2 separate regions of the Xenopus tropicalis genome follow, and region 1 is linked to region 2. The links are chromatin contacts, called in public Hi-C maps. All regions are on one chromosome and are shown on one strand. Each heading gives the region's core, a stretch centred on a gene start, on an enhancer-like site or on the middle of the called end of the contact. The rest is flanking DNA. Distances are from core to core; before and after follow the strand shown. Region 1 has its middle 7.0 kb from the start of emid1. Region 2 holds the start of rasl10a (RAS like family 10 member A).

Region 1 (2,700 bases), core at 156-2,655, 120 kb after region 2:
CAGGTGAAATATGGGGAGACTTAAGGGCACTATTGAGACAACTGAAGGTATGCCTGCAGCTTGAGATTAACTCTTTATTAGCCTTTCCTTCTCCTTTAAATATGAAGAACACAGCATCTGCAGTGGGGCTCATACACCAGTGATGGTTAAAATTTGCACCTGGGCCAACCTGTGAAAATAGCTGCAGAAGGAACACTAAAAAGCTAACACTGGTTAGTACCCTGTTGCAAATTAACCATTGAGTTAATAAGCCCCCTCTCTCTTCAACCCTTGAAACATTTTTGCATTCAGCAGTTTCACATAAAGTTCCTTGAGAATTAGATTATGCATTTCGATTCTGATTTCCTTCTAAGGGCTGTGGCAGATGGGGAGATTAGTCGCCCGCAACTAATCTACCCGATATGCCATCCCACAGACTTAAATGTAAATCATCAGTGGGATGGCATATGCGGTGCTGTGATTTCCCGAAATTGTGCAAGTTGCCTTAAGAGGAAACTTAAAGCAACAGTAACACCAAAAAATGGAAGTGTATAAAAGTAATGACAATATAATGTACTGTTGCCCTGCACTGGTACAACTGGTGTGTTTGCCTCAGAAAGACTACTATAGTTTATATAAGTAAGCAGCTGTGTAGCCATGGGGCAGCCATTCAAAGGAGAAAAGGCACAGGTTACTTAGCAGATAACGGATAAACCCCCATTATATGGGGTTATATACTAGTTATCTGCTATGTAACCTGTGCCTTTTCTCCTTTTTTCCAGCTTGAATGGCTGCCCCCATGGTTACACAGCAGCTTATTTATATAGTAGCTTTTCTGTAGCAAAAAAACACCAGTTTTTGCAGAGCAACAGCACATAATATTTTAATTACTTTAAAACGCTTTAATTTTTTGATGTTACTGTTCCTTTAAGAGGTGCCACATCACTGCCATCCCACTGGCAATTTACATTCTAGCCGGTGGGATGGCATATTAGTCGCCCGCGACAAGGGAGATTTGTCGCGGGTGACTAATCTCCTCATCTGCCACAGCCCTTAGGTGGAAAATATAGTTCTATAGGCTTTTATATTAGATAAGTTTGAAAGGAGCGTGTCAAAATCTTTTATCACCCCTTTTCTGATCTATATAATATCAAACACCGCTCTACATATGCAGGAGGGCAATTCACAGTCCAACTTCCTGGTAAGTTTAAGGGTCCCAAGTTATGCCTCTGTCTTGTGGTTCTTATTTTAATCTTTAATCTATTTTAATTAATGGGAGGTAGCAGGGGCAGTACAGGACAGGCTGGCAGTAGTAACAAATAGTCATACAAATTAGTGCAGGTTTTGCCAGTATCCAAGGCAAGCCAGAGTGTCCATTTTGTTAGTGCAAAGAACACAACAAAAGGCCTTCCATACTCTGACAGTGTCATATATAGACATGTAAAGCATCATGACAATGGAAGAGCTAACTCATTATCAAGTAAATAGAGGAGCAATTGTCGACAAGTGTTAAAACTATACACAAAAGGACAGGGAGGGAAGGAGGTCATTCATTCAGCATCACAAACAAAACTGCTCTATGAGCTTGCCCACAGGAGAGCTTTGTATGTCTCAGATAAAAGCAAAGTGCATATATCAGGTTTACGAACTGCCAGCCCCTTTTTTTAATATAACGATCAACTAATGTAATTTATCTTATAATTTTGTAAAGTTACACTGGATAAATAATGGGAATATAATGTGCTTTGAGTCTGTACTGCAGGATCCGGTCATTGTTGTCAAGTACTGTCATTGTTGCATATTGTTGCATGTACATGCAGCCTTCTGAAATATGAGAGCATATATCATTTTGCTGGGTGGGGTGCTCAATGACTGGCATGACCAAGCCTTGGGTCATAAGGTTTATTTAATATTTCTGATGCAAGTGCAACAGCCCTGAGAGGTGCAACATTGCTCCCACAAGTGTCCATGCACAGAGCACTTGCATGCAGGGCAATGACTATGCGCTGCACCTTGCACAAAATGAAATGTTTGGCACAAGATGCAGAGTGCAGTGCTGTTAAGCACAAGGCAACTAAGTACAAAATGGGTACCTTAGGCAGACAGCAGCTATATGTCTCTCCTATTCCTTGCACCCCTTGGTACTCCCTAGCTTTTGAGTCTAAATAATGCACTATGGGATATGATGGGGGCAACTACATCCTTCCCACCAGAAGCCGTGTGTTCAGAAGCCCATTTGAATCGGAAAATTATAACAGCAATTAAGTTCATGGTGGGTGCACATGCCCAACATCCTTCCAACAGTTTACTCCAAAATATAGATATCGGACTGCACTCCACTCAAAATAAAAGCCTATATTTTACATCAAGGACTATAGTCATGTTTCCAACCTCTCCCAGCTCTTTTTTTGAGTGCAAAGCATTGTACATTTAGGAAAGAGAATCTTTAAGGGGCATGATACAAAAGTGCTTTGACCAGCAGTAATAAATTAGTCTTTAGTTGAAAATGACAGTCACTTTCACAAATACCATACTAATGCGCATATTTTAAACCATAAACACACAACTGTTCTTTCAGTTTTACAGCATTCCACACACAGAGAAAAAAACACACTCAGCTATTTCCTACAAATAGGAGTATTGTTCCGTTAGTCCGTCATTGTCAAAAAGCACAGCGGTCCCTCCCTTAGCCTGTCACAATGACACACATACAGAACAGGG
Region 2 (2,700 bases), core at 17-2,516:
TTGCTGGTTCATGGTGACACAACAATGCTAAGTGCATGTGGGGGCAGGACACCTGTCACTCTTGCTGCTGCTGCTGCTGCTGTAGTCATGTTGCTGTTGCCTACTATCAGTAAACTTAAGTGTAGGTATGGTGAGTTATGGGCAGTGTTACATTTGTATCACAGATATGATTTTTGACCAAAATGCTTTGTATTGTTCCCAATGAGCTGCATGCATACTTACCGTACATCCCAACAGGATAACGCATGCTTTTCCACAGCTGTGTTGTGTCACTGTCCAATACAGGCAGCTGTACAGCACCAACCATCATTGAAATAAAGGGCCTTTACCCCAAACTGTGGAGTATAAGTTGAATTTTTTTTTATTTTTTTTAATTTCATTGTTTGTTATATCTTATATCCAAATCTCTCCTTGCCCCTAGTTGAGTTGCCCTATGCAAGAGCTTGTCTGTTGTGTGTCTAACATAAATATGGACTGCCACATTACCAAGCATGGGGGTGGGACAAAGACAACTCATTAGCAGGGGTAGTGCCTGAGACTGGCACATATATTTAGCAGAAGAAAATACAAAGAATGATTCTCAAGCACAAAGTAACCCATGCCAGTTTACAAACAACTTTAGAGATAATAGGGATTATAGATATATAGTTCTGTACCACATTTAGGAAAGGGGAGAGTAGTTATTGAGCAAAGGTGAGGGGAGATAGTTGGGAATTTGGCAGATCTGTGCTCCCAGAGAGCCGAAAGCATTTCGTCTCTCTATATTGCTTATATGGTGTATGTATAAAGGTGGGTGCTGCACTACTGATTGTTCTGGCAAAGGCCATTTCCATTAACATCATTGGAAAAGCCGAATGCACCGTGAGCCTGGAGCTAGGCTGCTGTTTGGAGATGTCTATAGACAATCAATAATTGGAGAATGTTAATCCCTTACTGACAGTCTTGTCCCTTATAGCCGTATAGAAACATGACGTGAAAGAAACGATTATAGGAGATCGCTCCCCCCATCACATATTTAATATCAGCTCGACACAAAGCAATGGTATGCGGGGCCAAGGAACGGAGTTATGTAACCCAGCTCTGCTTGACCCCGCTGTCATTGGAGTGCATTGAGGCTCCGATATTGCGCTTAGTATACCCCCCCACCCCGGGAAGGAGGAGACGGGTAACTCATTTGTATTCCGCAGCGGTTGCGCTAGGATGGCGCTGGGCTCACTAGTGAGGGGGAGGGGACAGAGCTCTGGTTTGGCTGTCGCTCTCCTTGGTGCTAAAGGTACTGTATTTGCGGCTGCTTCCTACCTGGGGTTCCGCTCACAGGAGGTAAGTAGCGCCACTCTTCCTGAAGGAATTAGGGGGTAGGAGCTGGGTGCTTTCCCGCTAGATGGAATGGGGGAACCTGTAAGCCTTTGGCTTTGATTTCTGTCACGTGACTGTAAGTTTCGCGCTGGCAGAGAGAGGCTCCTGTTAGTAGGTTGGATTTTCCGCTTTTTGGAATAATTGCGGCTGGTATCCGTAATACAGGACTGAGCCATGACTTTCTCTCAACTACTTTCTGCCTTTGTTACTGTTGTGTTCTGCGGAGAAGCTTGCAACGATGTGACCTTCAAAAAGGGGCTGTGCCTGCATCTTTATTGCTGTCATGTTGTACAAAGATGCTAATGTCCCATATCCACCCCCAGCCCCCCTGACAATCTAATACTGAGAGTGCATGCAAACATCCCTAGTAATCCAGTCACTCACAATAACAACCCTTATGCCCCAGAACCATGACATGAAATGGTATAGTGTTGCCTGGTATCCCCTGCCATCCCTGGTGTTTGTGCCCAAAGTCACTATATAGGATTCCCAGATATTGAATTCACTTTAATACTTTCTTTTATTGCATTTTGTTCATGTTATTATATATTGGACCTAGAGACGCCAGAATGATCCTGCCCCATGACCTGCAGACCCTAAGATAAAGAAAGCTCCTGCCTAGAGTGGGCCAGAACCATTGATGATTACTTGAAAGTGCTGCTAAGTTGAGGTGACCATGGTGTCGACAGTGCAGGTGGCAGTGCTAGGGGCGCCAGGAGTTGGAAAGACCTCCATTGTTCGGCGTTTTGTGGCCCAGGAATTCCCGGAGGAATATATCCCAACAGAACACAGGGAACTGCATCGAGCCTCTGCTGTCCTGAGTGGAAGACTGTATGAACTGCATATTCTGGATGTGCCCAACATGCAGAGATACCCAGGAACCGCAGGGCAGGTAGGGCATCTCTCCAAATAATCTTTGGTCATCTATATTGTACATTGTACAGCTTGCCTTTGTATATTGTCTTATAATTCAGCTTTTTGGGTGAACTTATCAAATTTGGTGCAAACTGGGATTTAATGCAATAGCTCATATGCAAAATCTTTATTATAGGGGTGTTTCAGCTTCAGGTTTACTTTTAATATGTTATAGAATGGCCTATTCTTAGGTTAGGGATACACAGAATCCACTATTTTGGGATTCAGCCAAACCCTGAATCCTTCCTAAAAGGTTTGGCTGCATACCAAACCAAATCCGAATCCTAATTTACAAATGCAGGTTAGGCTAAGGAAGGGTTAAAGAAAAAAAAAAAATCAATGTCCATGTGTATATGAAGAAAAATCACATGATTTTAAGGATTCATATTTAGTTTGGCTGAATCTGAATCCTTCTTAAAACGTTGATCC

Evidence for each region. A called contact is a pair of places that touch in the nucleus more often than the background predicts.
Region 1: a Hi-C map of gastrula embryo shows a contact between it and region 2, with 2.6 times the contacts expected there. The contact joins the enhancer-like site here to the promoter of rasl10a in region 2. A contact is called at or near these places in 2 of 5 Hi-C or Micro-C datasets (brain and gastrula embryo).

What each region holds. Positions count from the first base shown.
Region 1 is chr1:145,012,831-145,015,530 of UCB_Xtro_10.0, forward strand. No RefSeq gene overlaps it. Among named protein-coding and RNA genes, the nearest start is that of emid1, 7.0 kb to the left of the region's middle. Within about 2 kb of position 1,406, at least 4 of the 11 cell types and tissues checked have an H3K27ac peak or open chromatin away from gene starts, as enhancers often do. A contact at or near this core is called in gastrula embryo, where this site is marked.
Region 2 is chr1:144,896,041-144,898,740 of UCB_Xtro_10.0, forward strand. It overlaps rasl10a (RAS like family 10 member A), which reads left to right and starts at 1,267. Exons shown (of 4, transcript NM_001005037.1): 1 at 1,267-1,320; 2 at 1,918-2,248. The coding sequence starts at 2,033.